Regions from separate parts of the Mus musculus genome. Here region 1 is linked to region 2. The links are chromatin contacts, called in public HiChIP or PLAC-seq maps. All regions are on one chromosome and are shown on one strand. The core of a region is the stretch at or near the end of the contact, and the rest is flanking DNA. Distances in the headings are between cores, read along the strand shown.

Region 1 (5,739 bases), core at 1,382-3,881, 1.2 Mb before region 2:
TTACCATGGATATTATCTGCTAATGTTTACAGAGAGTTTTACCCAGCGAATAAGGAAGCCTCTAGCATGCCTATCTGCTTAAATTCCACAGACAGGCAATAGGCATTCAACAGATGGACTGTGACACAGTCGCAAAGAATTCCAACTGCTAGCTTAATTCTTGAGGTTCCACAACACTCTCTCCCCAAGATTACCAGCACTGGTGGGTCCCACTGTGACCCTATAAGTGATTCAGATTTATGATCCACCCACCCCCGTGCTATTTTTGGAACAGCACTAAGTGTATTAGGACAATCTCCTGGCTCTGTGCTAAAAACAGACTGTTAGCAGCTCATAAAGCCAAGGTCTGTGTCCTTCAGCAGGAAGGAAAATGACATTTGGGCCTGTCTTCAAGTGTCTGCACAGTGGGTCTTTCTCTGCACAGGGTCAAAAATTCAGCAAGAGAAATTAATAAAAAGGAGGGAGGGAGGGAGGGAGGGAGGAAAGAGAGAGAGAAAGAGAGAGAGAGAGAGACAGAGAGAGAGAGAGAGAACGTGTGCAGTAGCTAACATCTCACACTGTTGAGCTCCCTGGAGTACTTTTTACTCGGTGCAGAAAATACCCACTGCCAGAGTCCTGTTAATAGTTGAGACAGATGACATCTACTTAAACCTAAGACTTCCATTAGATTGGTTCTAATATCAGTTCACAATGGGTGAATAGTCAGGCTTCAGAAACCTTGTTTTTCAGGTCCATCTACTAGGACAATAATATCCATCTCTTGGGTCCCTGACAGCATTATACTTTTTTAAAAAAATGTTTTTGAAAGTAAGCGTTGATGTCCTAGACCATAGCAGACACTTTAAGGGTAGTCCCATATGTTTTGGTCTTACATGTTATCTATTGTTTAGCTTCAAGATGAAAGAAGGTGATGGTACTCTGTGGTCTTGGTCTGATCTCCAAATTTATTTCAGTGGAGGGAAATAAGTGCTTCCTCACTTTACCTCAAAAACTAAGATAATAATTACACTTGAATCTAATGTGACACACTAAAACACAATGTCACAGGACCCATCTTAGAGTCACAGTCCTGTCCTACCTTAAAACAAACAAACAAACAAACAAACAAGAAAACAAAGAACAAGACACAGTCAAAAGAGAATTATAAAATATTTTTGTTCCTAAGAGGAAGTAAAAATAGAAATGTATTCTATGTAGCTAAACTCAGCTCAAATGTTCTTCTCCAAGGAAGACGTAAATTAAGATACTTAAATAGCTACCACTCCTGTAGAAAAAAATATCGCTATCTGTTGGGTCTTGAAAGCATCCAGAGACAGTGTTAACAATAACAGATAAGTCATTACCACTCCACAGGTAATGAAGATGATTCCTGAAAACGGCTTAGATGACCCATTGCCAAGGTTAGTAAACGAACGAATGCCACCTGGTCCTCCCGGCAGGCATCACTAAGTGATCCCAGCTTCTTTACCCCTTCAAACTTAGGCTTGGCATCAAAGAACATCTCACAACAAATTTCCAGGCAGACAGCCATCAGAAAGTGATCAGAATTCCCATGTGAGTTGAAACTGCCCCCAGACTCGGTCAAAGTTTACCTCTGAACACTTATGAAATTAAAACATATAAGGAGCTTGCCTGGTGAATAAATGAAGTCAAGGAGGCATAATTCTCATGTGAATATTTACCCTACTCACATGACTAAACTTCCCAGCCATCTCATTAGCATTCATTAGGTATAAATATCTTAACACCACTTATAAATCATTCTTATCTCTTCATTAGTAAGAGCTTCTTAAGGGTCATCCTTAGATATGATACCCTTGGCCAGCTCAAAGTGCTGTATGTCACCATAATTAATAAAACTGTATATCTTTATGAATGGTGTATAACTCAGGTTCTCCAGTAATTGGATTGAAATAAAGTCTTATCATGTGTTACTTTATATACATAACCCTCCTCCAGCCTATACGGCACCGGTCACCCGAAACGCCCCTATTTTTATGAGCAGTGTGAAGATGTACCCAGAACTGATTTCTTCAAAACAAGCACCATGAAACAAATGTCTGATTCTTTGGCCAGCGTGCACTAGCCTCAAAAACAAACAGGCCATTATATGAGGGGCAGAAAATTGAGATTACAAAGCCACTGAAAACAAGGCACATTATCAGCTGGTCTCCACTGCAGAACAAAAGTCACAAAAGCACCCCAAATACATGAAAAAGCCAAGTTTCTAAGTTTCCTGCAGCCTTCAACGGCTTAGGGTAGTCACCCCAAATAGAATACACCTTTCTGTCAGATGCAGTTTCCCTCAGGTCCTCTCATTTTGATCCACTACCAAGCTCTGATCTATTTCTGTCCCCTGCCCTTCATTTCATTGTTTTCAGACTTACCGTAGCCTGCATTTACTCAGAACAGCTACAAAAGTCACGGTGTTTAAAATGCAAGAAAACATGAACTGCAAATACTTTATGAGCCGGCTTTTAAACTTTTTGACGTCCGGCACTATGTGAATAAACTAAATATAAAAAAAAAATCACGTTGGAATTTTCCAGGCAGTCGTATGACCTCACCCTGTAAATTAGACTAAACGAGGAGGAGTTTTGAAACCACCATTATTCAATGCCATGTGAGATGTTTTTGTTGTTTTCCCCCCTTCTCAGACATTTCTAGCTTGAGGGGAGAGTAAAATCCTGTTCGCAGCATGGCCACGAGGAAGGAAGGAAGGATGGGGCTGCTCTGCAAGTTTTTGCCCTGCTATGGAAGACTCAGTGCGTGCGGAACAAGCAAGGATCCAGGCCCAAGTTCCCTGCGTTCTTTCCCCCCAGTCTTGCTGAACAGTAATGAGAGCAGAGATATGTCCCAGAGGTAAACATGGCCACTCCCAGCCCTGTCCACAGCGCATAAAGCAGTCTTGTTTCTCCTTACCTTATTTGCTGGCAAATTTAACTCTTAATTCGTGTGGCTCTCCCTTGAAAGAGGGAAGCAAGCAAGCGGGGAGAAAGCAAAGCTTATGGCTTAATGCTCAATTGCCCGTTAGTTTTAGTTTATTGATGAGACTTGATACGTCCCAGAAGCAAGCAATTAGAAGGAATTTGTTAATTAGAAGGACTCTCATATCATGATATCCTTCTCCCCGTTTCTTTGCTTGCTGCTCTTCAGCAGAGCCGTCAAACCTCCCTTCTCAAAAAGAGCAACCTGCCCTATGATCTGCTGCCCAGAAGAACAACCACAGCCACCTACCCTGGTCCCTGTCCCCTCTAACCTCGCCCTCATCTCCTTGAGGTTGACTGTTCTGCTACGTGTTTACAGCTGGAAGATTCGCCGATGGACCTTGAGACCAGGCAAGGGCATCTCTGTGGCCCAGCACCCTGAACTGCGTCTGGCACAGGCTGTCTGCCCACCTCACGATTGTTAGCTGAGAACCATCAAATGGAATTTTATAAGAAAATAAGGACCAAGACTGTTCTATCCTCCAGGGCAAACGGAAATTCACCGGATTTCAACTGCACTGGAATTTGGCGCATTCAAGCAATAGTGACTGAATCAGTTTTTCACCCCTACACGCAGTGTCCGTGGATTTCATGGGCCACAGCTGCAGACAGTCCCCTGGGGAACTCAGGGGAGGGGACCTGACTGGGTCAGTAACACAGAGCTTCTGCCAAACCTGGGGGTGGGGGTGGAGTCAACAGGCAAAATGGCGGGTTCTCCACGGAAGGCACTCGACCTCCCTCTCCTCCTCTGCTTTCATTTTCCCTCTCTCAGAAGCTTTCAGAGGATGATGTCAGTGGAAAATGACTCCACCATGCAAGCCAGTTATAGTAGCATCCCCACAGATCCGAGCTTAACTGTACTCAAACTGTCAATCAGGCAACATAAAGCAGGAAAAAAAAATAAGTCCTTCTCAATCTAAGCTCTTTTAAAGCTCTGTGGTGTCTTCAAGCCCTACCCTTAGGGCTCCAGAGACCGAGGTAATTCACGTATTACGTTCACTGGAACATACAATCCTACACCTCTGTTACACCCTGGTATCCTCCAGGACTGAAAACGGCCAGTCTCTGTGGTTGCGGACCAGCGCCAGGCCTCACACTGTGCCCTACAAAATCACATGCTCTTGGTGAACACAGCGTTTCTACAGAGGTCAGGAGTGCTAGTGCCCTTACTGCCCAGCCAAGATCCTGAAAGTGAAGCCTCCCTGAGCCAATCACAGGGCCTCATCTCTGGTGTTTCGATCCTCAATAGAGAGCTCTGGCTCCTGAACAGAGGGCATGGAAATGGCTGAGGGACGCTAAGCAATGAGCAAAGTCTATAAAGAGAGCAGACTACTGCATCCACGTACCCACTCCTCACTACATGCACAGCCTAGGGAACGGCAAAGGAAAACCCTTAGTAACTGTGCCTGGTATTCCCAAGAGCCAGTCTGTAATTGATGGTTCTGGGAAGTCTGGGAATGTAGGTGGATTGGCTCAAAATCCCACCCATTTCCTTGCAGCTAAGCCCAGGTTTGGGGAGACACCATCTCTGGTCTGTGAGTACAGGTCCAGCCTTTCCTTGGCAGCTTTGGAAGGCATCAGAAGAGTGCAGAACCAGGCAGGCAATCTCCTTTTGGAGGAACTCCATGTGTGTACACAGTAGGAGCTCATTTCCTCCTATTGGCTTTTGTTCGAGCAGTTTCCTTTGATAGAGGATGTATTCAACTCTCTGGCACGGCTGTCTATTCCAGGTATACTACTTAACTCAAGCAAGGCCTACTCCAGCTGCAGTCAGACCCAACTTGCCTACCTTAGCTTGGCCTTCCTGTCTTCTATTTTACATGAATACTTCTCTATTCACCTATCCGGGATTAACACAGAGTCAGTCAGGCTTCTCCGTCTTTGGCACACACACACACACACACACACACACACACACACATGTGCGTGTATGTATGTGTGCACGTGTGCATGTGTATGTATGCTCTTATGCATTTGTGGGTTGATCCGTAGGTGTTATTTCTGACTTCTTGATTGGCTGTCGATCATTTTCTTATGCTTCCTTTCCATGCTAACAGGACATGAAACAAACAGATTTTAATCCATATTCTCTAAAGGGAGGGACTGGGCTTTGTGAAGATGATTCAGAATGTATTTGAAAACTGTTAGTTATATTTTGATTGGGACATATTTTGAAAACCTTTCTCAAGTAAAAGCTGGAAAGATTTTAGGTACCAGGGTATTATACACTTCTGTTTTCACTCCCTCTGTTTTTGAGTTTCTTTTCCACTATTCTGCTCCTGTTTCGCCCTGTGCGTTGATCGAATGGATTCTAACCACACTTCGTTCTTTGTGCATGGTCCAAATTGTATGACCCAGAGCTCCGGCCAACACCTAACTTTCAAAAGTCTCTCTGCTATTGATGGGGGGTGGAAGTGACTTCTTCTAACACAGGCAACTAGGTCACCACATTCAGGAAGGAAGTGGGGTCTGGTTCCAGGAAGCACCTGGAAACAAGCACCCTTGCTTATTCTCTCTCTGGACAACAAAGCCATTGACCTTCCTCCAGGGCTCGAGTGCCAGAATGACTGACTGACAGATGCCACCAGAGACTTTCTTAGCTCCAGAGAAAGTCCTGCACTCATTCATTCATCTCCAAAGTTTAAATTCAGGAGTTGGGTCCTAACATGGTCTACTTACCATCTGCTTAAACAACCTAAAAACAGGCTGAGTGGAGACAGAATTAGTTTTATCTGTGCCAAAACAGCTCAAG
Region 2 (5,866 bases), core at 1,054-3,553:
AAATTCCTTAAGTTATGAATACTTCCCAATGAGACTAAAGGGCAGGATGCTCTTGCATATTTAAAATGTCCCAGTTAAAACATGACAATAGAGTCTATTTTACGACAAAGGGTATCTAAAAACAAAAGGAGGTTATAAACTTCACTTAAACTTTAAGACTTCATTTCAGCTCAGAAAATTAAGATTCTTATTATCTAAAGTTATTCTCACACAGCATCATTATACTCACTGAATGAATGTCGCCCGCTCTGCACCTTAAGAATTCCAGATGATTTATTCCATGAAACACGTTTCTTATTATAAAGAACTCATTAATCACTTCTTCCGCATATAATGAAAACTGCTATCATGAATTTTACATTCATTGTACTCGGCAGTGACTAACCTTGGATTTCGTTTTCCAAAAAAATAAAAAAAAATAAAAAAAGGGAAATAGGAAATGCTAACAAATGGTTACAGCTCTAAAATCTGTTGAGTTCGTGGCCAACCCAGGGGTTATTGATTCTTAGAACTTATTGATCAAATTTTATAATTTACTGATTTCAGAGTCCCTGGCCATTTTGCTGACTTACGTGTGCTTTGTTAGGTTTTTGCAGTTGGGTTTTTCTGTCTACACCAGGCAATTCCATAGAGAAAAAAATGTGAAGGTCACCCACTTGTGTCCTCTTATCTTCAGGCAAAGAAACAGCCCTGGAGAGATGGTCTCTGTGAGAAAATGTTCTAAAGTCATTTCCGTTCTAGGAAAATACCGTAAGAGATAAAGTGTGTAATTGTGTGAATGAATGGTCACTATTAAGTGAATTTCATTCTCTCCAAACCAATGGTGTAGCATGTCCACTTCTCTGAATTCAACAGGAATTAGGATTCTTAGTATGTAACTTTAGTTATTATCTTATTAACTTATTTCTAACTTGAGTTTATTATGTCCTTTAATAATATATTGCATGTGACTTATACAGCAAGTCTTTTTTTTTTTTTTTTTTTTTTTTTGAGTAAAGATTGGCATTGTATGAGACATGCTGCCATTTAAGGCTGGCTCTGTCAACATCTGATTTCCTTCTATCCCACATCTCAACCAAAAATGAAAAAACGAAAACAAAACATGTTAAGGATTCACAATATACTTTTCCTCAGGCTCCATGACGGGAAAGCAAGTTCGGCGCCCTTAGGTAAACTTCCCGTCTACCTACCCAGGACCTACCCAGGCCTTTTCGATACTTACTGATCCTCGGCATAAATTGTTCCAGAAATGAGTGAGGCATGAGTCCTCAGAGAAAAGTGCCATCTACAGTAGGAAGTAAGTAAGTTCTGCGTTCAGGTCCTAAAGTGAAAATCCAGCGACACGACAGCTGACAAAAGAGTCACTGGGAGAGAAGTCAGTAGTGAAGGTGCCACTTTGGCGTCGAGATTCACCTGAGCAGATTTTTGAACAGCATCTTCTAAAGAAAACTAAACACGTGAGGGTAAATGGAGTGCTTTCTCTCTTTCTCTGCCTCTCTTCATCTGTCTCGTGTGTGTGTGTGTGTGTGTGTGTGTGTGTGTGTGTGTGTGTGTTGGCAGCTGGAAGAGATGGGGTGTACCCACAGAGCAGAGGTGTACACAAATGGGAAGCAAGGGCTCTGTGCTCCTCCTGAACTACTTTTTCCCCACTTTTCTCTTACATTTCACTGCTATCATTTTCCGACTTTTCTTTTTCTATTCAGCTGTAATCTCTTGAAGCAGCGCCTCTCAGTCTTGTGGGGCACAGGAATCACCTGGGCCTTCCAAGGGGCTGAGAGTCAGGACACTTCTGCACCCAACTCCAAAAGCAAGTGGCAGGCCTGAGATGCCACTTCTGATAGCAGCAGGAGACCACTGAATCCTGGGGGGTGGGGGTGGCAGTGGCGGGGAGCGAGGTCCAGCCCTCAGAACCAGCCAGAGAGCAGGGAAAGCCCACTGATAGATAGATAAATCACAGCTCTCCCAACAGTGCACACAGGAGTCGCCTGCGCCTTTTTACGTCATTTTTGAGGCCTACTCTCGCTCCTGCTCCCCCCAGGTGATGCTAACCGGAAAGCTGGCCCTCACCCAGGGTCCCTGACCAGCGGGGCTGGGGCAGCTCCAGCTAGCGGTAGATTGGCATGGAAGGCTGGGTTCCCCAGACCCGGCGGCGGACCCTCCGAAAATCCTCGCGGCGGCCCTGCGTAGGCAAGGGGCCGATGTCCACCCGGGGGCTCCCCCCACTGCGCCCCTGGACCTCGCTGGCCACGCATGCGCACGCCCACGACCGGCGGACTAACGGACTGCAGCTCCCCCCACCGGAAGTGGACGGCGGAGCACCGGGAGGACCAGACCGTAGCGTGGCGTCTCGCGCTTCCCTCGGCGTGCCTTGGTGCGGGCCAGAGCCACGAAGGGGATGAGGCTGCTCCTGCGCTCCGTCGCGCTGTGGCTCGCCCTGCTCGGCGCCAGCACGGCGACTGCGTCCAAGGCGGTGACCGCCCACTTGACTGCGAAGTGGCCCGAGACCCCGCTGCTGCTGGAGGCCAGGTGGGTGCCCAGGCCCGGCTAGCGCCGCGGCCGGGGAGTGGCGGCGGGCGGAGGGACCCGGCATCCCTGAGACATCCCCTCCCGCAAGATGCTGTCAGACCTCGCGATTCAGGGTCGCTCACAGTCCCATGTCCCCTCAGATCCAGTGTCCGCCCAGTCCTGACGGCAATCCGAGGCGTTCTCCCGCCTGACCCCAGCATCCGCTTAGATTTGCAGTCCTCTGGAGCGAGCCCGCGCCCCCTTAGCGTCCCGAGCCGCACACTCCATCCCCTCAGACCTAATCAGAGGCTCTCAGATAGGGTTTCATCTCGTCGTCCACCCACCCCGCGCCCCCCCACACCCATAGCACCAATGCTCTAGATGGTCCCTGGACAACTCTTGCCACTCACTCGCCCCACCTTTCCCACGCACCTACGATTTTTAAAACTTCTGTGTCCCAAGTTTATTCCTGTTCCTGCGCTCTTGTTGATGTAGAGGGCAGAATGTGGCCTTTAGTGCAAGCTCTTCTGCAAAGTTCTAGTCAGCAGATAGTGCTTTGGAGTATAATTTTGATTTATATCCAAAATTAACAGTGGAGAAGGCAGTTTCTCGGTTACACCCTCCCCCCCAAATATCTCATCCAAAGGGATTTGTTTTCCGTTCTGTTTAGTTACCTTGTAGAAAGCAGACAATCGTAATCCCGCAAGCAGAAATGGCAACTCTGCTTCTCATGGTGATACACCTTTGTAATCCCTGGGGATTACATGAGTCTGTGGCTAGTCTGAAGTTACAAAAGGGAAACTTTGTCTCAAATTTAGTTCTTTAATATTGAGCATAAGCAGTTTTGTAACTGTTTTTTATGAATTTACAAGACAACATCCCATGGTTCTACAAAACAAAGGAAAAATCCACCACTATATTGCCTTGCCTTTACTTGATGGCACACAGCGTTTATTGACTAGGAGATTCTAGCTCAAATGTATCTGCTTCCTCTTATCTACAGTGCGTCCTGGCAGTGCATGGACCGGATCCTACATTTAGTCCCAGTCAGTCAATTTTTTTATTATGTATTTATTCTCTCCTAAACTATATATCCAGACTGCAGTTTCCCCTCCCTCCCCAACCTCCCATCTCCCCTAGAACCCTATTTCCTTCAGAAAATAGCAGGCTTCTCAGGATATCAACTGAACATGGCATAGCCAGTTACAGTAACACTAGCCACAAAAGGCTGAGTGAGGCAACACAGTAAGAGGAAAGGGTCTAAGAGCAGGCAGAAGAGTCAGGGACTTCCTCTCCCAGTGTTAGGAGTCCCGCAAGAACACCAGACTATACAACCATAACATATATGCAAAAAGTCTAGTGCAGACCCACAAGGGTTTGGTGGTTGCTGCTCCAGTCTCTGTGAGCCCTTATGATCCTGCTTAGTTGATTCTGTGGGCTGTGGTGGTGGCCTCACCCCCATGACTCCTACACTTCTTCTTCCCCATCTCCTGCAGGGTTTGTTTGTTTGTTTGTTTGTTTTGTTTTGTTTGTTTGTTTTAACAGTTAGCTGTATTGTTGGTGTTTTAGTTTCATGAATTCCAGATTATCACTTCTGTAGAATGTTCCTTAAAGCTTTTGACAACCTAGTCTGAGCCAAATTTGACACCCTCTTTACTTTGTGGTAGGTTGAATGGCAACTCCCACAAAGATATGTCCACATCCTAACGCCCAAATCTGTCAATGGTCAAGTTTTTTGCAAACCTAATTGAGAATATTGGGGCATTTTTAATTAACTTAGTGGGCCCCAAGTCCAGGGTCATGACACATAAAAATACTTAAGAAGGTCATGCAAGGTTAGAGTCAGAGATTGGAGTTAAGTAGCCTCAAGTCACAGCATCTGAAGCCAATAAAACGAGCAGAGGCAAGAACAGTCTCTTCTAGAGTCTTAAAAAGTACTAAAGTACCATCCATTCACTGATTTTGGACCTGTGACATCTAGAGTCATAAGAGAATGTCTTTGTTTTTGAAGCCACCATAGTTTTGGCAACTTGTTACAACAGCACTGGGAAATTCGTGTAGATTTTGATATCGAAAATAGGATCTCAATGCAACAAGAACCCAAAACTGTGAAGTAGCTGTGAGTTTGGGCTACAAGAATTTTGAGAACTGTAGAAAAGGTCTATATCACCTTGAGGAGGCTACTAAAATAATGGTAATTCTGGTGAGGACTCTGTGAGTGTGGTAGAACTAGCTGTTGTTTTCTGGAGAATGAATAGTCTTGAATAAGATGTTGGTAAAAACATGGGTATTGAAAGTAGTTATGGGAAGGATTCAAAAGGGATGTGTTATTTATTGGAAGCAAGAGAAAGGGTGGGTCTTGATATATATCGACCGTATATACCGGCTAACGTAGGTTCAGCCACTTGTGAACACCAACTTGGACAGTTGTCCGTTACCTGAGGAGATTTTCAAGAACTATCCAGGATGCCACCTTGTAGCTCTTTGCTGCATAAGCTACAGGATGAAGAGAGAAATAAGCCATGGGAAAATGAGGCTACCCTTTGCTATTTGGAAATTTTCTCAGGCTGTTTATATTGGAAAGGATATGAAAATTAGGAAACTATCAATGTGATCTGGAGAGATGGCCAAGGCCAGGAAGGTCACTACCATTTGTTTAATGTAGGGAGGCGACTCCTGGGTCTATTCAGCCATTCAGCTGCAACTGTGGACGGTGGCAATTCCAGAATACCTACAAAACTGTCTAGAGCAGGGCTATAGTGAGAAAAATACGTATAACCAAGTGCTGTCGTATGAATGGATCATACCTTTACCTACAGCTACCCAGTGCAGGTTGGGTATCCCACATCTGATTCCCAAGTAGTTTAAAACCCAAAAATTGTTAGTGTGAACATGACTCCAAAGTGGAAAATTCTATACCTAATTCTATATCCTCTGAGCTTTCAGGGAAATGGTATGGTATAGTCTCTTGAGGGGTGAACACTTCACAGACAAGTCCTCTTTACACTTTAGCCAGCTTCAAGTTGTTGTATTAATTTCCCTCTGATGCACAAAGATTTCCTAATGAGGATTTGAGAGCTACATTAACCTGTGGGTGTAAAAATAAGATTTTAGAAGGCAGCTTGATATTATGCCCATTTAGCAAAACAATAATGGGTTCTCTCCTAGGACCTATAACATCCCCCTTGAGACGTTCTTCGCAAAGTTTATAGTACCAAACATGAGTTTCCTCCTGTCTAGTGACTCTTAAGTCCAATCAGAAAATAGTTGATTACTCTCACACATTCATGCCACTCTTGATACAATGGGCGTCCTTTTCCAGGCTGGTCGTCATTGCAGTGTGCAGACACAGACGTTAAGT

What was found. HiChIP or PLAC-seq counts read pairs in DNA pulled down with a chosen protein or histone mark.
Region 1: an H3K4me3 HiChIP or PLAC-seq map of forebrain shows a contact between it and region 2, with 7 times the contacts expected there. The contact joins the enhancer-like site here to the promoter of Uggt2 in region 2. A contact is called at or near these places in 6 of 115 datasets of contacts at active chromatin or transcription factors (astrocytes, differentiating embryonic stem cells, embryonic stem cells and 3 more).

The regions. Positions count from the first base shown.
Region 1 is chr14:120,294,388-120,300,126 of GRCm38.p6, reverse strand. All of the region lies in intron 1 of Mbnl2 (muscleblind like splicing factor 2), which reads right to left. All of the region lies in intron 2 of Gm52122 (a long non-coding RNA gene), which reads left to right. Among named protein-coding and RNA genes, the nearest start is that of Mbnl2, 22 kb to the right of the region's middle. Within about 2 kb of position 2,631, at least 142 of the 459 cell types and tissues checked have an H3K27ac peak or open chromatin away from gene starts, as enhancers often do. A contact at or near this core is called in extraembryonic endoderm stem cells, forebrain and stem cell-derived neural progenitor cells, where this site is marked.
Region 2 is chr14:119,095,871-119,101,736 of GRCm38.p6, reverse strand. It overlaps Uggt2 (UDP-glucose glycoprotein glucosyltransferase 2), which reads left to right and starts at 2,303. Exons shown (of 39, transcript NM_001081252.2): 1 at 2,303-2,526. The coding sequence starts at 2,396. It overlaps Gm16835 (predicted gene, 16835), which reads right to left and starts at 2,772. Exons shown (of 7, transcript NR_153786.1): 1 at 1,662-2,772; 2 at 1,223-1,449; 3 at 573-705.